7 separate regions of the Mus musculus genome follow, and all the other regions are linked to region 2. Evidence: chromatin contacts called from public HiChIP or PLAC-seq and promoter capture Hi-C data. All regions are on one chromosome and are shown on one strand. The core of a region is the stretch at or near the end of the contact, and the rest is flanking DNA. Distances in the headings are between cores, read along the strand shown.

What was found. Promoter capture Hi-C pulls out the DNA fragments that hold promoters and counts their contacts. HiChIP or PLAC-seq counts read pairs in DNA pulled down with a chosen protein or histone mark.
Region 1: an H3K4me3 HiChIP or PLAC-seq map of the 230-238 cell line shows a contact between it and region 2, with 12 read pairs. The contact joins the promoter of Timmdc1 here to the promoter of Lrrc58 in region 2. A contact is called at or near these places in 8 of 39 promoter capture datasets (the 3T3-L1 cell line, 3T3-L1-derived adipocytes, the HPC-7 cell line and 5 more), 4 of 484 Hi-C or Micro-C datasets (CD4 T cells, CD8 T cells, cortical neurons and 1 more), 10 of 115 datasets of contacts at active chromatin or transcription factors (the 230-238 cell line, astrocytes, bone marrow-derived macrophages and 7 more) and 1 of 9 other capture datasets (liver).
Region 3: a contact with region 2 is called in an H3K27ac HiChIP or PLAC-seq map of regulatory T cell precursor, with 5 times the contacts expected there. The contact joins the promoter of Hcls1 here to the promoter of Lrrc58 in region 2. A contact is called at or near these places in 2 of 39 promoter capture datasets (hippocampal neurons and liver), 1 of 484 Hi-C or Micro-C datasets (CD4 T cells), 1 of 115 datasets of contacts at active chromatin or transcription factors (regulatory T cell precursor) and 2 of 9 other capture datasets (adipose tissue and embryonic stem cells).
Region 4: a promoter capture Hi-C map of hippocampal neurons shows a contact between it and region 2, with 2.5 times the contacts expected there. The contact joins the promoter of 4930565N06Rik here to the promoter of Lrrc58 in region 2. A contact is called at or near these places in 3 of 39 promoter capture datasets (hippocampal neurons, liver and pre-B cells), 1 of 115 datasets of contacts at active chromatin or transcription factors (embryonic stem cells) and 1 of 9 other capture datasets (embryonic stem cells).
Region 5: an H3K27ac HiChIP or PLAC-seq map of regulatory T cell precursor shows a contact between it and region 2, with 4 times the contacts expected there. The contact joins the enhancer-like site here to the promoter of Lrrc58 in region 2. A contact is called at or near these places in 3 of 39 promoter capture datasets (the 3T3-L1 cell line, the C10 cell line and hippocampal neurons), 5 of 115 datasets of contacts at active chromatin or transcription factors (cardiomyocytes, differentiating embryonic stem cells, embryonic forebrain and 2 more) and 1 of 9 other capture datasets (embryonic stem cells).
Region 6: a promoter capture Hi-C map of hippocampal neurons shows a contact between it and region 2, with 6 times the contacts expected there. The contact joins the promoter of Polq here to the promoter of Lrrc58 in region 2. A contact is called at or near these places in 3 of 39 promoter capture datasets (hippocampal neurons, liver and pre-B cells), 1 of 484 Hi-C or Micro-C datasets (CD4 T cells) and 3 of 115 datasets of contacts at active chromatin or transcription factors (astrocytes, bone marrow-derived macrophages and memory CD8 T cells).
Region 7: an H3K4me3 HiChIP or PLAC-seq map of bone marrow-derived macrophages shows a contact between it and region 2, with 4 times the contacts expected there. The contact joins the promoter of Arhgap31 here to the promoter of Lrrc58 in region 2. A contact is called at or near these places in 2 of 39 promoter capture datasets (pre-B cells and stem cell-derived epiblast-like cells) and 1 of 115 datasets of contacts at active chromatin or transcription factors (bone marrow-derived macrophages).

What each region holds. Positions count from the first base shown.
Region 1 is chr16:38,521,058-38,524,395 of GRCm38.p6, forward strand. It overlaps Timmdc1 (translocase of inner mitochondrial membrane domain containing 1), which reads right to left and starts at 1,606. Exons shown (of 7, transcript NM_024273.2): 1 at 1,284-1,606. The coding sequence starts at 1,477.
Region 2 is chr16:37,867,089-37,870,359 of GRCm38.p6, forward strand. Lrrc58 (leucine rich repeat containing 58) reads left to right here and starts at 1,312. Exons shown (of 4, transcript NM_177093.3): 1 at 1,312-1,892. The coding sequence starts at 1,408.
Region 3 is chr16:36,933,715-36,936,642 of GRCm38.p6, forward strand. It overlaps Hcls1 (hematopoietic cell specific Lyn substrate 1), which reads left to right and starts at 1,269. Exons shown (of 14, transcript NM_008225.2): 1 at 1,269-1,360.
Region 4 is chr16:36,895,448-36,898,698 of GRCm38.p6, forward strand. 4930565N06Rik (RIKEN cDNA 4930565N06 gene) reads right to left here and starts at 1,742. Exons shown (of 3, transcript NR_040476.1): 1 at 1,550-1,742. It overlaps Golgb1 (golgi autoantigen, golgin subfamily b, macrogolgin 1), which reads left to right. Exons shown (of 22, transcript NM_030035.1): 9 at 3,058-3,251.
Region 5 is chr16:37,092,753-37,095,917 of GRCm38.p6, forward strand. Polq (polymerase (DNA directed), theta) reads left to right here. Exons shown (of 30, transcript NM_029977.2): 28 at 70-223; 29 at 1,262-1,377; 30 at 1,749-2,665. The coding sequence ends at 1,862. Among named protein-coding and RNA genes, the nearest start is that of Polq, 83 kb to the left of the region's middle. Within about 2 kb of position 1,904, at least 45 of the 459 cell types and tissues checked have an H3K27ac peak or open chromatin away from gene starts, as enhancers often do. A contact at or near this core is called in regulatory T cell precursor, where this site is marked.
Region 6 is chr16:37,010,458-37,013,635 of GRCm38.p6, forward strand. Polq (polymerase (DNA directed), theta) reads left to right here and starts at 1,329. Exons shown (of 30, transcript NM_029977.2): 1 at 1,329-1,602; 2 at 2,650-2,829. The coding sequence starts at 1,443.
Region 7 is chr16:38,711,231-38,714,450 of GRCm38.p6, forward strand. It overlaps Arhgap31 (Rho GTPase activating protein 31), which reads right to left and starts at 1,805. Exons shown (of 12, transcript NM_020260.2): 1 at 1,344-1,805. The coding sequence starts at 1,443.

The DNA.
Region 1 (3,338 bases), core at 356-2,855, 650 kb after region 2:
CAAAGATGATGGGGGCAGAGCAATGGCTCAGCAGTTACCAGCATTAGGGCTTGGATTCCATTCCCACGAGGTAGCTCTCATGGTTATCAGGAAGGCACACAGACATGCACACAGACATACACACAGGCAAGACACTCATACACATAAAATAAAAATAATTTTTAAAAAGAGATGCTGAAACTAATAGAATTATTAAATACAAGTCTGCCAGCTCCCTTGTCCAAATTTATTTATAATCACTTGATAACAGTGTAGTATGGTAAACTACTTCATGAAAAGAGATACTTTCACCATTGATTAATAAATGAATAACGTTAAATAAATATCAGGTGAAAGTAATGCAGGATTAATCATTTACTCCTCACATAGTTTATTTTAGTATCTTCTGCAAAGGGAGATGGAGCTGGGCGTGTAACATCTGTGGCAGATGACCAACCCCCATCAGGGAAAAAAAAAAAAAAAAAAAAGAGAGGCTCGGCCCAGAATCCCAGAAGACCCGGCTGTAATCCCAAAATCTGGGAGGTTGAGAATGGATTGTAGCTTTGAGTTTCAGGCCAGCTTGGTCTACAAGCACAGCAAAACTCTTGTCTCAAAAAGGAGAGTTGGGGGACTAGAGGGATGGCTTGGCAGCTAAGATCGTGTACTAGTTTTACAAAGGATCCGGGTTCAGTTCTTAGAACCCCTGTAACTGTGACTCCAGGTAACTCCAGATCCAGGAGAATCTGACACCTCTGGCTGAGGGCATGTGCACTCTACTGCCCATACCCAAATACCGACCCCCACATACAAGTAGTTCTTAACAATGGAGGTGGGAACAAGGGGGCAGAGCTGCTGGAAGGTGCGGAGAGGAGGAGGAGGAGAACAGTTGTCACTGTTTTTTTTTTTTTTCTTGTGCAAAATAATAATGATAAATTAACAATTCTCTCTGTCCTTCCAGCTTCTGGAGTATATAAAGCCATTACTGACAAAGAAAAATCAAACGAAATACGAAAAAACAATATTAGTGTAGACTTCACAATATAGTTCCCAGTGATACTACATGACAATAATCGAATGAATCCAATTTTTCTAATATGTAAAGTTAGGGTACTGGTTTCACGAGAACGATACTGTCTTAAGAGTGTGACTCTGAGTGAATCCGACTCAGAAGGCTGCATGTCAACCAGGTCGGACACTATCCGGGCAGAGAGAACTTTCAGCGTCGCAGGGACCGCGCGCTGGAGCTCGCCCGGGCTGCGGCCGTCCCCCGAGCATCCCTCCCCACACACCCGAGACATTTTTACTCTTTGGCAAACAGCTGCCGGAGGCGGTCCCATCCGGATTCCAGGGAACCGGGGTCTGAGACACCTGAACGCTGCTCCCGATCCTCCACAAAGCCTGGGGAATCCGCAGCCACCGCACCGGCAGCAAAGACTCGGGGGAAAGGACCCCAGGCTCCGCAAAGGCGGCTGCGGGGAGCGGGCGGCGGCGCGCCCATGGCGCCCTCCTACCCGCAGAGAGACAGACACCCCAGGGTCGGCGGGCACCGTGGGAGAGGGTGACCTGTACAGCCCACTAGCGGCACGTTGGGGGACACTGAACCTCACATCCGGTCCCCAGCCGGCTCACTTCCGGAAGCTCTCGGAAAGGAGACCGGAAGCCCCGCCCCTAGTCGCGCAAAGGCGGGGTGAGGGCGGGGCTCGGGACGTAGAAACTGGAACTGAGAGCTCTTTCGGTAGCGCAGGGTTAGGGATCAGTCGAGCCCCGGAAGTGAGTTGGCGGCCGTTTCGTTTCATCTCAGTGATGTCCTTTGGCGTTTGCGCCCCGTAACTCTGGTCTTCTGGACCTGCTCAGCTTGAAGTGCTCAGGGGCTTAAGTGAGATGGCTCATGTAAGATGCAGAAGGCCACGCAGAAGGGGACAGTACTTTAATCACTGCAAGCGCAGTGGGGAAAGAGGTAGGCGATGCGCTTCTAGGCCACGCCCTGGCGGGCCGGAGGAGCTTCCTGGGCGGAGCAGAGTCTAACCTTAGGGCGCACCCGAAAAGGTCCAAGATTTAAAAACTATTTTTGAAATATCAGCTGTGGGCATTTTTTTCCCCATAACGTGGGCTCCACTACAAGTATCCGTATGCTTACTGCTCCGAGAAGGCAAAAGATCTAGAATTATCATTTAATAACTGAAACTATTATTTCCTGTTTCTTTCAACACAAGACAAAACCAAAAAACTTGTTTACCAAGGTAAAAATATTCCCAATCATTTTGTGTAATTTAGTTATTGGTCGTTACCACAAATCTCATAGTCTTTGCAAACCCTTTCACCTACTATTTTTCTTTTCTAGTTAAAGTACCACAATGAATATACAGCTTGGTGGTGCTCTACAGTCACTTCCACGGAGTACCTAAATAAGTGATTGATTACAAACTTTCATGAGGATATAGTAATAGGATTTGGGAGTTGACTGTGGGACATCTCTACAGATGAGGTTCAGGAAAGTGCCGTGAATGAAGCCCCCATTAGCATTTACTGCAGTGGTATAATTGCCTATTTGCTGATCTCTATCAAGAGGACTGAAGCTGTGCTTTCATCTCTGGATTTGGACTTAGGAATCACCAATCAGTCTATACCATGAAGTAGATGTTAAGTAATTATCTTCTTTGGAGGGAAGGAGGGTCCAAGATAGGGTTTCTCTTGTGTAGCCCTGGCTGTCACATAATTAGCTCTGAAGACCAGGCAGGCCTCCATCTCAGTGATCCACTTGCCTGAAGTAATTAAATGTTGAGTGAATTATTCAGACCCCAATTCCTAGCTCTAGCTTGATGCCTGCTTGGTCTATTTTTCAGAGGTGGTCACTGGGATTAGGGTCCCAGGGCCTGAAAGCCCAACAAAATGAATGTGTTGACTGTCTAGCTTAGCTGTGAGAAGAGCTGAGTGCATTTCTTTGACACATTTGAGGTCCCGGAAATGATCCTTTGCACTTGAACTTTCTAGAATCAGGGTCGACATGAATGAGGACAGGGCAAAGATTGGGCAAACACTAACAAAATCATTTACCTATGGGGATTGGAGAGATGGCTCAGTGGTTAAGAGCACTGGCTGCTCTTCTGAGAGATCTTGAGTTCAATTCCCAGCAACTATATGGTGGCTCACAACCATCTGTAATGGAATCTGATCTTCCCTTCTGATGTGCATGAAGACAGGGTGCTCAAATACATAAAATAAAATGTTAAAAACCATTACATATAGCTCAGATGTCCCCAGGATCCAACATCCTGTAGAGACAAACAAGGTCTTCCTTAGTACCAGATAGATTTCACAAACTCTTCAGCTCCCTTTTCCATTTAGGTGGTCCTGGAAAA
Region 2 (3,271 bases), core at 62-2,561:
GTACTACTATGTCTGGCACATATTTTTTAAATTCCACTCATAGATTGTTTAAACTAACAAACATGACAACTCAATCATAAAGCTTAGCTGTGAAGTAGCATGAAGTCTCTCATCTGCACAACTGAGTAGATGAGGTTATGATTTTTAGGAAAAAAAGCAATTTAATCCCACTGGTTATCACATAACCTTTTAACTTTCTTGTATTTAAGCTCGGTAAGAAACTAAGCTTTTCTCTTATTTCCACTAATGACTTTAAAATTACAAAACGAAATCTCAGAAAAGATTGACATTGAAATGGGATCAGGATGAAAATAAATCTACTGGAATTAGTGAATTAGAGCTAGAGTCAAGACTTTCCCAGTTAAATTCTATCTAGTTCTCACTTGCAGAGTGCTTTGAACGCTTTCTCCATCTGAGCTCAGTGTAAGCTAGATCTAATAAAGGGGGCTCCTATATCCAACTCCCAAGCGCATTCCCATGCCCAAGGGACCAAAGCCCACAGGAGTGATTCTGTGATTGACGTGGACAAAGTTCTTATTGGACACACAATACTTTTACAATGGTGCTTTTTGTTGTTGTTTTGGGGTTTGTTTTTTTTCCAAACAAGGTTTCACTGTATAGCTGTGGCTGTCTTGGCTCGCTCGCGTTAGACAATGCTTTAAGAAACAACAGGCAATCAGGGAAGGGAAGGTCTTCAAGCATGCTTTCCAGCTGGGGCGACAGCCATCTCCGACTTTGGCTTTAGCTTCGAAGAGGCCTTTGTTCTTCACCGTGTAGCCCTGGCTAGCCTGGGCTATGTAGGTCAGGCGGGCCTCAGACTCAGTACGGCTGCCTCTGCATTTCAGAGCGGGGACGAGAGGCGTGGGGCCACCAAGCACGTTCTCCTGAAGACATTAAATTCTCAGGCTACGTCCCCGTCATGGCTACTCTCTCTGGATCCCGCAAAAATGGGGGGGCCCCGGCCTCAAGTGAGAACAAAGGAGGCGGCGCCCCGTGACGCGCAGGCCCCCGGGCGGGATCAACAGCCCCGGAGCTGTTTACTCTGGCGGCCAAGGCCACCACCGGGTGCCACACTATAAAGGGCGAGCTGCCCGCTCCGGGGAGCCTCAGGCCTCCGGCTCGCCCACCGAGCCCCGCGACGCCCGGGCGAGCACAGCTCCCTCACACGGTTCCCGGGAGCGCCAGGCCTCGGCTCCTGCGCAGCGGACGCCGCGCCGTGCGCCACGTGAGGCGGAGCCCGGCCCCCGGAGCGGCGCGCGCACCCGGCGCCGACCATCGCGTGACTCGGAGGGCGCGCGGGGGTGAGCGCCCGGGCCGTACCGGGCCGCGCCGCGCCACTTCCGACGCGGCGCTCGCTTTAGGTTCCGGGGCGCGCCGCCTCGGCTCGCGGGCCCGGGATCCGGCGGGATGGAGGAGGCCGCGCTCGGGGAGGCCGAACTCAACTGGTCCCGCCTCAGCGTGTCGGCCGAGGCGTTGGAGTCGGAGCTGGAGGCGCGCGCCGAGGAGCGGCGCGGCGCGCGCGAGGCTCTCCTGCGGCTGCTGCTGCCCTACAACCGCCTGACGTCGCTGCCGCGGGCGTTGGGCGGCGGCTTCCCGCACCTCCAGCTCCTGGACGTGAGCGGCAACTCGCTCACGGCGCTGGGGCCCGAGCTGCTGACGCTGAGCGGCCTGCGCACGCTGCTGGCCAGGAACAACCGGCTCGGCGGCCCGGGCTCGCTGCCCAAGGGCCTGGCCCAGTCGCCGCTCTGCCGCAGCCTCCAAGTGCTCAACCTCAGCGGCAACTGCTTCCAGGAGCTGCCCGCCTCGCTGCTGGAGCTGCGCGCCCTTCAGACCCTCAGCCTGGGCGGCAACCAGCTGCAGAGCATCCCCGCCGAGATCGAGAACTTGCGGAGGTGAGCGGCGGCGAGTCCCGGGGGTGGGGAGCGGGGCGGTGGCCCGAGCTCCGTGGCACCGGGTTGGAGGGGGAGGGGGACTAGGCGAGCCATTGTCACCCGTAGCGTCTGACCAAGGGTGGGTGGGTGGGTGGTAGCCTTTGGGTTGTGTTTGGCCTGCCGCAGGTCTTCGACGCCCCCCGCGCCCCCCAATGAACTCTGGAATTCATTGTGGAGACCATGCTAACCTCAAGCTCACAGAGCTCCGCCTGCCTCTACCTCCCAAATCTGGGGCTAAAAGACATGCGCCACTAAGCCGGACTTCGCCTTCTTTCTTGAGTCTAGACAGGGAGTCAAAAGGGCTCCCGTTAACAGAGGTTGGCGATTTCTTACTGGTTAAGTCTTCCGAGACTTTCCATGCGTTTGCATCAAAGTGGCATTTAACGTGGCGTAGGAGGTGCTGACCTACTTCCTTGGTTTTTATTTCCAGTTCCCCTCTTTTCCCGATACCCAAAGTACCATTTGTGGAGTCAGTGAGCCTTGCACACACACACACACCCAGAAAGGCAGCTTCACTAAATTGTGGGGTTGGGGTTGGGTACAAAAAAAAAAAACAAAAAAACCCAAAAACAACAACAACAAAAAAAAACCACGCTGCGCTTCCTTTGACCCTGAGGAACTATTCACATTTCAAAATTTTATCTTAGGAGTCTTTTCTGTAATTCTAAAAAAAAAAAAAAAAAAAAAAAAAAAAAAAAAAAAAACTGTTCCCAGGACAATTAGAGCCAAATTACTTCCTCTGTGTGTCACACATCATACCATTGTATCTGTGTTACTGTATGTTACTGAATGTGATTCCTTCTTTACAGGAACTGTCTGTCCTATCTCCTAGTGGCTTAGTCAGTAGTGTACTGGAGTGAGGAGGTGCAGAGAGGATAATAGAAGTGCTCTAATGTGCCCTGCAGGGGAGTCAAAGCAAAACAAGAAAGCATCTTCCACTTGTTAAATATTTTTCCTCTCTTTTAATTGGTTAGCCAAGATAAAAGAATGTGGAGCCAGAAAGAACCTTCGAGTTAACAGGGAAAACATTGACCCAGGAATAAGACTTTTTCTTCACATCTCACCCTTCTGCTGGTCACTTAGCACTTCCTGTTTGCCAAATGAGGCATCTGGACACAGTGTCCCTTAATTTGCTCCTCGATAGATGTTTACACAGTACTTGATGTGTCCCAACATTTTCCTAAGTTCTGGGGCTAATCCCCTGAGATAGAATGACAGGGATTTGACCTATTTTGGTTCTTGAGTAAGTGCCGTTTGAGTCAGCCTTCTGAAGGAAGTAACAGTGAAGATTTGAGTGTGAGCCATTGGACCAATCCAGGTAAAAAGAAGAGTGTGTGTGA
Region 3 (2,928 bases), core at 19-2,518, 930 kb before region 2:
GTGAGGGGGAAGTGGGTTTCCTTGGTGTCATCGCTGAAGTTCTATGGTTCTGTGCATTGCTGTGTGGTGAGGTACAATGTCTAGCCCTAATTTAAGGCTACCCCTTTCTACATATTCCTCAACTATAAATAGCCTTATTAGAACAAATAAAGTGCTCCAAGTCTAGAATCAATCCCCTGGGAAGTGACTTTAGATGCTTTCTGTTGGTACAGAATGTTCCCTTCTGTCTAGTTTCACCAACCTGGGACCCTTGTGGGTTCATTCTCTGTAAGCCAGGCAAGTCAGAGTCCACAGATGACTGGGATAAGGAGAGCCAGGCTCAGATGCAAAAGCAAGTTCTTAGTAGGATTATTTTTCAACCAGAGATCCTTGGAACTTTATTTTCATTATCTTTATTGCCTGTCAGTGCTCCAGGCTGCCAGAGGAGCCATGCTTGGGACGGGGGTGGGTGAGGAATGGAGGGTGGAAGCAGGGAGGTGGTTATTTGAAAGGCAGCCAGTAAAAGCATAGCAAAGTTCTCAGTGGCCTTCACATCAGAAAGGGTCTATTTCATTGGCTCAACAAGTCACCTGAGCATGTCTTGACTTGAAGCTAGAAGGGGAGGGCTGCAGATGTTGACAGTGTAGAGTATGTCAGAGTTCAATTCACCAGCTTAGAGAAGGCCAGTAGTCAGAACTCTGTAAGTGAGCTCAGACTCCACACAGCCTCCCATCAAGCTAGGGAGTTTTCTCCCTCCACGTTCTGCCTTCTCCCTTCCTCGTGAGTTATGTGTGAGTCTCAGGTACTGCAGAAAGCAAGGAGGAGAAATTGTTTTTAAGACTTCCCTTCAAAATTAACATACAGATCATTTTTCCACTAAGCCTTTTTTTTTTTTTTTTGATTGCTGCAGACTACACACACACACATTTTTCCTTCCTCAGACCAGGCTTCTACAACAATGTTGTAGCCCAGGGTACCCCTAAGTGCTGGGATCACAGAAGTTCACTACCACACCTGCCTTGTTCTGAATTCTTTTACTTAGATGCAACTGTCCTTCGTAGGACACAGAGCAGTCCTGCAGCATTCTTATTGTGTCTTAACTGATAAGGGATGTGTCTCCACGGTCATTTTTATAACTTTCCCGTGACCTGAAAAACTTTGCAAAATACTAGACACAGAAACACTTAACCCTTCTAAGTACTCAAAGTATAAGGAACTGACTCAAACTTCAGGAAGTAGCTGTGAGGACAGTGTGGCAGGAAATGACAGAAAACCTGAAAACGGAACTGGAGCAGCTGCTCTGTTACTTACCCTGAAGTGGCAGCCGCTGGAGGGGGCGCCTGGTGTAGATGTGAAAAGCCGTAACCAGGAACCAGTAAAGGTGGGTGCTCTGAGCTGGGGGTTTTGTGAGGGGTTGGGAGCACAGGGAAGTATGGAAAAGAAGTCTACATAGCACTTAGTCCTTGTTAAGGGAGGTCTTTACTAATAGATGCTGAACTCTTGATGGCCCTAAGGACTGTGTGCAGTGGTTGACAATGAACATCTGAGGATGGGAACAAGGAAATGGCCTGCACTCGGGGAGCATGATTGAGCACATATCTAGGACCCTGGGCCCTAGTATGCCCTTGATGATCTACACAGCCCATTCTAAAGGGTGGCTGCCCCAGTGTGCTAACCTGAAGGCGACCCACGGAAGATGAGGACAAAGTGTGCCTTTGTATGGCCTCACAGGGACACAAATGCCCATGGGAAATGTAAGGGGACAGGATTTAACCACCAATGAACACTGGTGCTGAGCCAAGTGCTTTTAGGAGTCAAATGCAAACATGACTTCAGCTGGTGTAACTTTGTATGTCTGTGGGGATCCCAGAGTGTTACAGAGGGAGCTTTGGATCTACTGTGTTAACCCCTTAATTATTTAACATTGGGAAACAATATCACAACAATCAGTGACTTGCCCAAGGAAGTTAATATTGATGGATGGCTTAGTCTAGTCTCTGACTAAGTAGTATAGACTCTGTGTCATGTGACAGACAGGGGTCTCACAGGGGCTGTCATATTACTGCAGTGTCCATGGATCTCTCACCTATGGATGCCATAAGTCAGTCCTGTCATCAGGTATTGGATATGCCCAGCATTCATTGCCTGTCTCCAGCCTCCTACTTTAAGTTAGCAGCTTTCCTGATTAGTAATCGACAGTACAAGAATAGTAAGTTATTTTGCTCTTAAACATGAGCATGAGGGGCTGATGGGAGAGATGAACTGAGACCTGGAGAATCAGGCAAGATGAGACCATCGGACCTCACTGCTTCCTCATTGCTCATAAATGTATTTGACTTCTCCTTTCCAGTTTCCTTCTGTGGTAGAGTAGCCTGAGAGCCAGGACATGTCAAAGTGAGGCCTTAAGCTGTGGGTCATAGGTTCTCTTTATGTGTCTTACCCCCTGTTAGTAGCTAATACCAACTGGGGGAGGCACAGATGTTCTTAATAGCTCACAGTGACTCTGGCCACGGTAACTCACCACTCCTTCCCACATCTTTATTTAACCTATCTTCCTCAGATGTCTTCGGGGCTAATCTTCTAGAGGTTATTATAAAATGTGGGCAATGATGGAGGCTTCCAGATGGGGATAGAAAGTGGAGACTTGGGGCCTAGATAAGCAGAGCCTTGGGGATGAGTGGGTAAAGGTGTCTCCTTTGGGAGAGCAATGAGTACCAGGAAGCTCTTCGGTGGTGGTGGCACCCGACAAAGAAGGATAGGCAGAGTCTTTGAGCCAGGAAGTCCCAAAAAGCTACCAGACCAGATGGGTGTTGTCCCTTGTTACCTCTCCTCAAAAACCCACAGTGTGACCGGACAGTTCTTCCTCACACCCTTCTGGCAAGGCTCAATAAAACACAAGTGTCCAGTGGGACAATGATTGACACCCAATCAAACTAGCATTCTCCCAAG
Region 4 (3,251 bases), core at 492-2,991, 970 kb before region 2:
TGGGGAGATTATTCGGAGTCAGTCAGGCTCTATAGTTTATGGGAGGTGGGCAGGAATAGCCAGGGTGGGCAGGTTCATCGCCGAAGGCACTGAGATGCCTCATTAGCGTGTGGAGAGGCAGTCCAGGAGTCTCGATGGATGCTTGCTAAACAAGTTTCTTATTCTTATTCAGGAGAAAGGAAGCTGAACCTGTAACCTCACCAAGGCTATAGGACACTCCGTAGGTAGAGGGTTTAGGAGTTTCAGACTCCCCAGCTGAGGTCAGAAAAGGAGAAGCCCTATTGGTGAAAGGAATCTGCCAGTTTGCCCCAAGCTCGGGGCTTTCTAATAACATCAGACTTTCACCTCAGTTAGCAGGGCCCAATGCTATCCTGTATGGACCCGTGCCTCCCACTTTGGCCATTTCTTACCTATCTGTGGCTTCCCTGTGTCCTTGTCCCATTGTCATATCTAGGTAGCCAAATTCTAATGCAGAATTGGTTCTATAGCAACACAGCCTTTGTTTACATGGGTGTTCTCTGCTGCCTGGTAAAATCAGCCATACCCTTCTTCCTCACTGTCCAGCAAAGCCTCCTTGAGGCAGCTTTCTTAGTAGTATAGAAGCGTGTTCTTCTTGTTTTCATCCTCAAAAAACTGGTATCCGGACTCTAGGTCTTCTCTGGGTGTCCTGGGGCAGTAACTAGGCCATTGCTGCGTGGATACCTGTATCTGTGTGCCCTCTGTCAGATTACATGTTAGTTAATGCACTGTGGATCTTCACAGCTCTCTTATGCAATGGGTAGTATCATTCCCTCATCACAGACAAAAAAACTTCAAACATAGAGGATGCCTACACACACCTGGTTGATTTAGTAGGCTTCAGATTTCCATCAATAAACTAAGGGTAGTAGAATTTATATGAAGGGCCTATTTTAGAATCACATGAAATAGCAAATAAAAATGTTAGGGTTTGGCACATATGAAAGATTGTGAGAGCACAAATCATTACCATACTACTGAAGACATTCTAGAGAGTCACCAACCACCTGTAATTCTCAAATCTGATTAGTGTGTCTAAGCCTTATTTTACTAGACCTTTCTGCACTATTTGTTTCTTGGTAGTTGGTTGTTTATATTCATTTCTTAAAAATAGGTTTTCTGTGTAATCCAGGCTGCCCTTGAATCCGTGATTCTCCTGTGTTCTGGGACCCCTTGTGCCACTGTGTCTTGCTGATATTTGTTAGTTTGTCACTTATTCCTTGAAGCTTCTTCATTCCCATTAGCACAGGGCACAGCTTGGTTCTTTTCCTGTCTCTGAAACTTTTCTTTATTTTAATTAGTTTTCCTTTATAGACTTCTCTTCCAGCCCGGTAGACAGTGTTTGCGAACAGACTAGCCCCTGCCCAGTATCCTTACTATATACAGTCTTATCTCCTTCCCTCTTACAGCAGCTGTGGCTGTCCCACTGCCATTGGTTTCTTCCCAGTATTTATCTCCCCAGTACTTTTGGTATGTATCTAGTTCCCTGGAGATTCGTGGCTGACCAATAAGCTTGGCAGTGTCACCTCACCTTCCTTCTGAAAGCAGATTATTTGTAGCTCAGAAGACAAGACACGGAGCTACCAGCGCCTGGCATTCCCCACGCTGAGTAGACCAGAGGCACCCATGTTCTCCTGTGAGTGCTGCAGCACTGCTCATGATGGTCGAGATACAAAGAGCCAGCCTAGGCACCTATCAGTGGATGTGTAATACAGATAAATATAGATTGTGAAATAGACACACAATGGAATGTTATTCAGTCCTAAAAAAGGAATGAAGTTCTATGTTCTACAGCAACGTGGATAGAATGCAGGATGTGACAGTAAGTGAAACACATCAAGCACAGCACATCAAGCACAGAAGTCTGTAGTTGCACTTGACAACATCTGTTAGGAAACCCTAGCACAGAAGAGTGAATGTTCCCAACACAGACATTTGACTGACATGAGAGAGACCAGTGACCGTGATCTGACTGTTACTCCTGTGTGCCTCATTGAAACGTTACATTTACCCTACAAGTCGGTCTAGTTGTTGCGTATCCAATTCAAAAGCACATTTTAAAAAATACTTTCACCATATTTTCTCTTAACAGGGTATTCAGTTAAAAGAATAAAACTCAAACCTTCTTGTTTCTTTTGTCTTCTTTAACCCCTACAATTAATTATCAGTTCTGCTGATTTAATCTCTTAATTCTAACTCTGCCCTCATCAGTAATATCCAGACCTAGTTCTGTCTTTGGAACATCTTTGCATAAAGAGCTCTTCCCGACAAGTGGCATGTGTGTGTGTGTGTGTGTGTGTGTGCGCGCGTGCGCACTCCCGTGAGAAGGGTTGTCCATGTGACCAGCCTCCTTATTACTTAGAGAACTGCTCTGTTTTCTTAGTGACAGGTGTGTGCAGAGCCTTGTTGTTTTCTAGCCTCCTCCCATTTCCTCACCTGACTTTCTCAATGCTAACTCCAACTACCTTGGCAGTTGGTAGTCGTGTTTCTCCTTTGGCTCTCTCTCTGCCTGAAGTACCATGTTTCGTTCCTCCTTGCCTGGCTCGTTGCTTACTTTTAAGTTTTAGACTGTTTGGCTGTCTTTAAAAGCCTACCCCATCCCTCTTCTCTTCCCTTGAACGATTCCCAGATATCCCTCCGTGTCCTCTGTGCTTTCGTATGATGCTCAGCCTGCTTCGGTGCCTGAACCCTGCGTTCCTCCAGGGCATGGACTAGAGTGATTTATTCACAGTGAATTGAGTCCGTCTTGTCAGAGCCTGTGCTGGTGCTACGACAAGTATGGATAAGACAACGTGCCTCCTTCCCTCATGAAGCTTGTTCTCTAACAGGAGAGGCACAAATGAATACACACCCATATAAGGCAAATAGGAATGTGAATAGTCCAAATTATCTGGAAAGCAAACACAGAGGGTATTCGCTACTCCACAGGTTCAGTGCCAGTGAGAGGCTCGTAGGAGTGTTTCAGTGTGCTCCCCGAATGAGAGAGTGCGGTAGTTGTGGATCCTCATGCTTGGTGTTTTGTTTGTTTGTTTATTTTAGGTTCTTTCACAGCAGCTACAGCTGTTGGAGGCTGAACATAATACTTTAAAGAATACCATGGAAACAGAAAGACAGGAGTCCAAGACCCTGATGGAAAAGGTAGAACTCGAAGTGGCAGAGAGAAAGTTATCCTTCCATAACCTTCAAGAAGAGATGCATCAGCTTCAGGGACAGCTGGAGCGAGCAGGCCAAGC
Region 5 (3,165 bases), core at 654-3,153, 770 kb before region 2:
GTGGATACTGAGGGCAAATTGAGACCATCTTGAGACCTATCATTAAGTACCTGTAATTGTCATTTATAGGCTGAACGTCAGGCCATCAACACAACAGTCCAGGGATCAGCTGCTGATATAGTCAAAATAGCCACAGTTAATATTCAGAAGCAATTAGAGACCTTCCGTTCAACCTTCAAATCCCACGGTCATCGGGAAAGTATGCTCCAGAATGACCGAACAGGTTTGTCTATATAGCAGTGAGGTGCTTGGTAGATCTAATATGGTGAAAATGATTGCATCTGAAAGGTGGGTGTGGGGAGGGCATATTTTATATTTCATTTCTAAAGATCTTAAAATATTTTGGTACCAGATGTCTTTATACACTTGGAAATTATTAATGATACCAAAGAATTATTATTTATATAGATTATATATGCTATAGTTACCACATTGGAAATTAAAGAATTTTTAGGCTTGGTTTAACATTTTAAGACAATAATAAAAATAAAAAAGGGGGCGCTGAAGAGATGGATCAGAGGTTAAAAGTGCATACTACTCTTGCACAGGACTTGGCTTCTGTTCCCAGCACCCACATCAAAAGGCTCCCAGTGGCTTGTAACTCCAGCTCCAAGGGAGCCAACACCTCTGCCCTCCTTAGGCACCTGTACCCACATACACACACCCACACCTGTACACACATCAGCACACCATATTTTAACATAAGCAACACCTTTTTAATGAATGTAAATCTTTTTGGAACAGAAGAAAATTAGTCCCAAGTCAATTTATTTTGTATTTCTCTGTAAGTCTCTTTGATGTCTGACTTATAAAACGATGGATTCCTGCCATTTTGTATTGCATATCTGTTAATCTGTGAGAGGTGATCAAAAATGCACACCCAGCACAAGCATCTGTAGTGCTGTTAGGAGTTTGACTTTGCACATGCAGGGATCCTCTGTGGCTCAATACATTGACTGTACCTGAAGTAGTGCCCGGGCCCCATGCCTCTCAGAGTGAAAGATCCTTAGAGAGACAGGTTAGAGAAGTTTCAGAAGCTTCATATCTTGTTTACTTCCTTCTTTCTGCAATGAAGTTATTGGGTATTTGAGTTTGCCTGCTAGGCAGCAGCCAGTATTTTTTTGATTGTTCCAAGACCTGTGTGTTTTAAAATGTTAAGGAATCTTAAGAAACTTGGAATTTTAAGAGCAAAATAAAACAAAATCTACTTCCCTCTAGTCTGATGGCATGCTGCTCAGGTTTGCTCTCTTTCTTGGAGCAGGATTGTTGCCCAAGAGGAAACTTAAAGGGATGTTTTGTCCCATGAGAGGAGGATTCTTCATCCTTCAACTTCACGACGAGCTTTTATATGAAGTGGCAGAAGAGGATGTTGTTCAGGTATGTTGTTCAGTCTACTATGTAGGCAGCAGATGGTGGGGGTCAGAATGACCGGTTCTTTGCCATGTACGATGTATTGGACCCTCTCTACCACAGGCTGGCTGCATAAACGTTGAATCCCTATGGGGAGAAAAGCCAAGCATGCTCAATTTCACACTGAAAGTAAGGGGATGCTTGATGCAGACACGTTTGTCTGAGGTTTCCAAGTTCTGAACTTCTCATCAGTGCAGGGCAGTCTGAATGCCTGGCTCATTTCTGATTGTGTTTAAACACAATGTAGAGCAGCAGTCTGGTTTATCTTTCTCTGTGGGTGAGCTGGGGAACAGCCTTTGATTGGAAGGAGTTTATTAACCTCTTTTCTTTATTTGCAGGTGGCTCAGATTGTCAAGAATGAAATGGAATGTGCTATAAAACTTTCTGTGAAGCTGAAAGTGAAAGTGAAAATAGGTGCCAGCTGGGGAGAGCTGAAGGACTTTGATGTGTGATGGTACAGTTAACCAGATCCCCAGAGCAGCCTGGTAGACAGTCACTTAGAATGCATAGAGTCTGCCCTTTGACCTGCTCTTAAACAAGCAGGTCTCCAGTGGGTTTCTAATGTATACCTCAGTCCAGCCCCTGTGGTGTCACAAGGCTTTGAGGGGAGATTTATTAGTTATCCTCACTCTCAAAGAGTATCTATGAATTTGCCTTTCATAATTTATTGGAGTGTTAAACAGTCTCAGAATGTATGCTTGAAAAATGCACTTAGCACTTTGGGTTCTCAACTGTGTAGAATGTGAAGGAGTGGAGCTGCTGCCTCAGGGCCATTTTTATTCCTGTCAAGGACTCCAGCACTCATAATGTAATCCCCCAAGAGCCACGGGCAGTGCTCAGCTCCAGTCATTAGAGTTATGCAGTTTGTGTGATCTTTTTCTACAGTAAAAACTTCTGAAGTAGAATTTTAAAATCTCAAATTGAAAATCTATAAGACAGTAAGCTGTGTGAAAGGCATCTAGAATGAGTTTTCATGAACTGTTGCCGCTTGTTCTTCTCATCGGCGGTCCAACAAGGAAGGATTTAGAGCACTCTTAAAATGAGCTGTTCCCCATAAGAAGTGTCTGTCAGCTTAGACATTGATTGCACTTGAACCTAACACTGCCAGGCCAGGAAAACGCCCCTTTGCTAGCTAGCCCCTTAGTGCCTGTATTTGTGGTATGATATGAAGAGAATTCTCAGGCTTAAAACATTGGATTTCTTTACTCATAACTAATATATCTTTTTGCTGTTCAAATAAATTTATGGGAATTTATATTAATGTTTTTAATTTTTAAAAATCTATTTGGTCGAAGAGTATCAGAAACCTTTGTACTTTATCAGAGGATTTTTTTGTGTGTGTTAATCATGATGAAAAGAGATACTTGCTTCATCAGATACAGTTGGATGGATGGGAAGGGAGAGGAAGGGGGCAGAAGATGGCCCCAAACTCTCAGTCCTGACTCCTCCATTCTTAAATGATGAATTTATAGGCATGAACTGCCACCCCTGTTTCATTATTCCTTGGGATATTATATCATATATAGACACACACACACATATATATGTATAATCAGCTATACTGTGTTTCTCAAGAAGAAAATCTGTACTGCTCTCAGTTTTCTAGTGGGTTGAAGCCAGTGAATCTATATGATTCTCCCTCCACACCTTCCTTACCACCTCCTCCAGACCTGTGCTCCAAATTCTAGACAGGGACTAATGTGTATATCCCATGTACCAGCACAGCCCACTGTGTCCACCTGACTTTATACCACC
Region 6 (3,178 bases), core at 79-2,578, 860 kb before region 2:
CTGACACTGAGACTAGTGTACTGTTGATGCCCAATAATTTCCTAGTGAATAAATGCATAAAGGAAGGAAGCGTTTCTTTCATGGAGTAATGCCTCCCTCTGGTGGGATTTTAGAATATTGTTTAACCACTTCCTAAATTCACTCCCCACATCCTTCCCCCAAACCAATGGCCATAATTTCTTCAGGATAGGCTTGTCACCCACTTGTTGGCTTGGTGAGATGAACTGTGGAACTAGGCAAGTACCAGGCACCGATTTACGTCCAGAAGTTGGTCAAAGCACATCTATAACTAACTTCCTTGTTCAGAATGACCCCTCATGTGCTTTCAGAGCCTCCTCTTTCAACACCAAAGGGATCTATCCAGAATCTCCAGTTCTGATCATACAATCCTCAGGATATAACCGCAGAAATAATCCCTTCCCTATCAACTGCCAACACAGAAGTGCAGTTCTCAACTCAGAGGGAATAAGAAAATTTATTCTGGAACAAATATGAGTTACTATGGCCCCAGGGACAAATTTAAATTGTTCTATATACTGTTTTGTGGTAGCAGTTTTACAGAGTTTTTATATTTCCGAGCAAAGAGAGCTATAACTGAAGACGTTTAAAGATACATTGATGTTAATGGAAACTTCAGGTAGGTTAGATCCAGCAAATCAAGAGAAACTTCTGCTGTAAGGCTCAGATGCATATAACATGCTTAGCTTTTGGGTTGGTGGAAGCTACATTCCCAAATTCGTACATTCCCAAACGACTTACTTAATAGTCACAAGAACATGACAGAGTTGTGTGACCAAACAAGTGGCTATTTAAGGGGCCGAGATAACCCAAAATAATTGACACTGAACCAGTCTACAGCCTGGAATGTTTAACCCGGGCGTGTCCTCTACTCCACCCCCATCTGTTATTTTAATTCACGTATTTGACAAGAGGAAAACCGCACAAATTACGCTCTACCAAAAAACCCTACTTTTTTTTTTTTTTTTACACAATCTGAAGAAACAAAAAAGAAACAAACACAATACAATAGTAAAGAAGAGATACTTTCCTAATCTATTCACATAAGGGCAACTCATTAGCTTCCGATTCAAACCAGAAATAAGTAAAAACAGGAGGAATGTTTTTAGAACAATCTACGAATGCAGTCAGATGCTCCGTTCCTTTTAATGTCTCCAGCACTCTATCCCCTTTTCTATCCCCAGCCGCCAGCGGAGGCCGGAAGCCAGATATCAGCGCGGGCTGTTCCGTCCCTCACCACTCTATGGTAGTCGGGTTATTCTAGCCAGGAGAACTCTGTGGTTCCGGGGCGTGCTGGGAGGCCTGCATTTGAAGATGGAGGCGGGAAGATGGAGGCGGTAGCTGTCACTAGGTTGGGGTTCTCCCGCGCGGGAGGCCTATGGGACTGTGTCGTGTCCTGAACAGTCGAGAGGAGCTTGTTTGCAATGAGTCTTCCGCGCCGGAGTAGGAAACGGCGGCGTTCATCGTCCGGCTCCGACACGTTCTCGGGAGATGGTGATAGCTTTGTTAGCCCTCAGCTCCGGTGTGGACCGGTGCTGAGTCCACCTCCGGGGCTGGGACGCGGCCGGAGGCTCACAGGGACAGGTACTCGACCCGCGGGGCCGACGCGGCCGAGGGCAGCAGGGGTTGAGATGGGCTGCGAGAGTATCAGGGCCATGCACTCCCGCACCGGAGCTGGATAGCTGGAGGCAGGGCTGCTATCCAGTACCCGGCCTGGGACTCAACCCTGGGGATGGCTTCCCTCTTGGCCAGCATGCACAGCTGATGGTGTTTTAGTCCACCACTGCCCCAGTAGATATGGGCGTTCTTTGGTTTTTGGGTCTTTACACCTTCCCAGAAACAACTTCCAAGTTGGCCAGATCCTGTCACCATGTCGAGGGTTTGCTTAGGATAAATGTCCAGTGGTACAACTTCATATATATAAGTACCAAATTTCTGGGTGTGGTGTAGGATGCAGGCTCTTTGGACTGCAAAGAGCAAAGCTGGAAGGCACATGTTGTCTTAGAACCTTAACCCAGTTCTTGTTTGCTTTTTTGAGATAAGGGCTTGCTCTAGGTCAGGCTGGGTGCTGTCTCGATCTCGGACCAAGGGTGTTTATCCGTAAATGTTGGGATTATAGGCCTACACCAGTGCATTTCATAATTCTTTGCCCTTGGTTATGCAGATACCTCAGTACTAAATCGTAAAGAGAAACTCATCTAACAGCTTTGTAATGCTTAATCACCCTTCTACCTCCACATCTGTACAAACTTTTTATTCAGTGTGTATAGCACACTTTTTGGTTTTTTCGAGACAGGGTTTCTCAGTATAGCCTGGCTGTCCTGGAACTCAACTTTGTAGACCAGGCTGGCCTTGAACTCAGAAATCCATCTGCCTCTGCCTCCCAAGTGCTAGGATTAAAGGCTTGTGCCACCACCGCCCAGCTATAGCACACTTTTGTTTGTGGCTCTTAAGAGTTTTCAAATTTTCATCTAGTAAATAAAAAATTGCTAGCATTTTTCTGTATAGGATCAGTTTCTTAATAGGTCTCTAGAAGTGAAGATGTGTTTTAAGTTTGGTAGGAATTCAAACAGGTTTAACTACTAAACTTGTATGTTGGAGGTAATTAAATTGTTTTTGTTTTTCTGAAAGGAACAAACAAGCGAAGAGTTTCTGATGACCAGATAGACCAGCTGCTGTTGGCAAATTGGGGACTTCCTAAAGCAGTTCTGGAGAAATACCATAGTTTTGGTGTAAGAAAGATGTTCGAATGGCAGGCAGAATGCCTTTTGCTTGGTCACGTCTTGGAAGGAAAGAATCTAGTTTATTCAGGTATTCAAATTTATGTAAACTCCTTTCACTAAAATTATCAGTGTGAACAATTCTCTTTTGGGTTGGTTACATTTTTTAAACAGGAGGAATGTCATCATTTGCATCCTGACATCATGAAAGTTCTGTTGTGTGGTAGAGGAGGGAAACAAGGACATTTGCAACGTATGTAGGAAAAATTCTGCTTGTTTAATTTAACGTATGTCTCAGTGAGTCTGAGTCTGTAATGCTTAACGTATGTCTGAGTGAGTCTGTAAGAGATGCCAGCCTGCTCTTTCCTCATTTGATCTCAGTTGCTTTTAACTTTTGTATTCATAACTGAGGTGATTGTGCAGGGTCATACTTACAAAAC
Region 7 (3,220 bases), core at 555-3,054, 840 kb after region 2:
GTCCAAGTGATTTTATTTCAAAAAGACCTCTCCGGAGTGTTGTTGAGATTTAAACGAATTGACTTCAGTTATGCCTCAATTTCAGAGTCGGTTTTGAAAACCAGTAGTTCCCCTGAAGCTCTGAAATACTAAGCCATTTGTCCTAATGACACAGCAGACTCTGGACTCCCGAATACCACAGGAATATCACACCACTGCAAATTGCTAGGGGTGCTGAGTCTTCAAAAAGGGGAAATGAAACAAAGGCCCTGCACTGTTTCTGGGATGCACACTTGATATGGACAAACCCAGTTGTTTCAGGGAGAGTTTTCCTGAGGCAGAATTATTCTGAGCAGTTACATGGCCCTAAGTGTTCTTTTGTTGTATTTATCTATGTATAATGATAGATATGAGATATGTGTAGTGGGCTCTTTTCTCTTTCTCTGAAGTTTCCAAAGAAGCCTTTTTTTTTAAAGTCCAGAACCAGTCAACTTTACAAAAGGAGTCATTTCATGCCCCATTCCCCCACCTTTGCTATATTAAAAACTTTTACCCTCCAAGACGGTGTTATCCCAGTATAGTTTGTTTTCATTTTTCCCCACCCACCAAATGTTTAAACTGTTTCCACTGGCTCCTCTTTTTCTTTTTCCAAGCTGACTTAAAAAAAAAAAAACCAGAGACGCTCTTCTATATCCTAAACTCTTTTAAAGCTGAGGCCCTCTGACCTTCTTACGACACACTGCTCGCAGGACACACCAAAGGCCCCTCTGAAAAGGCAGGAGGAGGTAAAGGGTGGTGGTGGTGAGGTGGGGGGGGGGTCGGGGGAGGTACTGTATATTTGGCATCAACTCAGAAATACAGAAAATGTTTGTGCAAGCACTCCCCCAGCCAGGATTCCCCGCCCCACCCCCAGCACACTGCCTCCTACCACATTAATAAAAAAGGATGTGAGCCGGTGAAACCTTCCAGTACAGGAGGCACATTTAAGATGATCACAATGATACATCCAGAGAGATTCACCACACGTCAGTCACCCCCTCATCTTTCCCTTTCAATACCCAAAGTTTAAGACCCGAGCCTCCCTCCCGGGGCTTCAGCCTCAGAAATGGCCAGTAAACGCCACAGCTACACCACTGCTCATCCACCGCTCCTGTGACACGTCGGATGGACAGACCCAGCTCCTGCACTGTGGGGTGGAGGCGATGTGGTTAAGAACTGTCTTTTTTTTTTTTTTTTTTTTTTCCTATTAAAGTACAGTGAGCGCACGAGCCTGGAACACATTAACTTGTGAACTGCATCCAGCACACCCCAAGAGAAATCCATCGCTCTTAAACAAAAAAAAAAAAGGGGGGGGGGTACATTACCATCCTGTCCCGAACTTTCCAGATACTCCGTCAGGTCACATCCAAACGCACTGGCGGCTCCCTTTCGTTTCAGCTTCTGCTTGGCACCCTTGTTCTTCATGAGTTAGCCCCACAGAGGCTGCCCCTCCGTCTGCGCTCTCTGCTCCGCACCGCTGATGAGGGTTTCGGGGTCGGGTCACCAGGGCAGAGCGGCGCCGCGGGTCCGCATGGGCGCGCAGATTGGGCCGTGCACCGCCCCGGGCGGGTGTCACCTCCCTACTCGGGCTCCGGCGGCGTCTCCCCGCGCTTCTCGGCTGAGCCTTGCGAGGAGCCGGGGCCGGGGCGCGGCGGTTAGGGGACCGCCCCGGGGCTGAGTGTGCTCCGCCCTAGGCCCGCGCTCTGCCTTCAGAGCGCTGGAGGACCGCGAACAGCCAGCATCACGTCCCCTTGCCCGCCCTTGCGCCGTCCCTTTTTTCCTGTCTTACAAATCCCAGGATCGTCCAGCTCAGGAAGCGCTGGAAGGAAGTCAGCTCCGGAGGGGGGCGGAGGTTGGAAATTTTTGGCAGCTGTGTGTGTGTGTGTGTGTGTGTGTGTGTGTTTGTGAGTGCAGTCGAAGGAAGTAAGTGGGTGGGTTGAGCTGCGCGGGCTGGGGGAGAGATCGCGCTCTCCCGAAGTGGCTCTGCTAGTCCAGAGTATCGCCCAGGGCCGTCCCGGAGGAAATCGGCCTCGCGAGGAGCCGCGGCCGCCCGCCCGCTTCCTGCCGCCAGTCAGGCTCTTTGCACAGCGCAGGAGGCGGCGCCGGACTCTGCAGGGAGGGCTCGGGATGGGTGCTCATGGAATTGCTCTCCTTGTCATCCCAGTCCTGACACTTTCTATTTCAGTGCCTGCCTTTCTCCTCCGTCGACACTTAAGTGTAGTGACAGTAACAAAGACTGGGATTCCAGAAACCTGACCGGCAAAGCCTTTACGTTGGCCACTCCCATCTCTCTTTGCCTGGGTCTGCGGTCCCTGAAGCCCAGACGTCTCCTCTCCCACGCTGAGGTTAGGATACCCTCGGGCGAGAGAGAGGTGCAGCTTTGTAACCACTGCCCAGGAAGAAGTTATATTTCTAGTTACAAACTCAAGTTCAGGCACACACACACACACACACACACACACACACACACACACACGCACACACACATCCCGATCTTACTAACTGCAAGAGATTTGAGTAAAGAAACCAAGATTTAAGGGGCGCTGACATTTTGCCAGTCTCCCAGGTTGTTTTAAAACTTGAGGCGTATGTTTTCACCCCGGCATGTTTTTCCTGCTTTAGTTGGAATTCCTTGACTCGTGTGTACTCAGCACACAGTGAACACTTAAAGTCTTGTGCCTTGACAACTCAAAGATTAGATTAAACTTCCTGCATCCATTCAAATCCATATATAGGCTTGAAGGGTAGGTACATTCATATAGCTGGCAAAAGTATTATGTGTTGCATTTTAGTTACTGATTCCTCTTAAAAGCCATCATGGCAGTTTATGAACTTTGAACTCTGACCTTCTCTCTATGTCCAGACATAACCTGATAGCCAGCCTACCAAATTTGGCCTACAGATGTGTTTTGTTTGGAACATATTGTTTAAAAAAAAATTTAGCCAACACTAAAGAATTAAGATGTTTCTCCGTAAGAAAGCTGGATTTCTGTCGTCTCCTGTGGGAAGGAAGCTCTGCTTATACCACAAGTGCGTTCTCGTAAAACAAGGAGTGCCATACGTTAAGACACGGCGGCTGGCTTTCAAGACAAGCCTTCTAGTTTGGAGGCACCTCTGCCTGTCTGTTATTCGTCGCGTTCTCACGACCGGCCAGGAAGAACACAACAACCAGAATCTTCTACGGCAAAGCTTTATTGCTTAC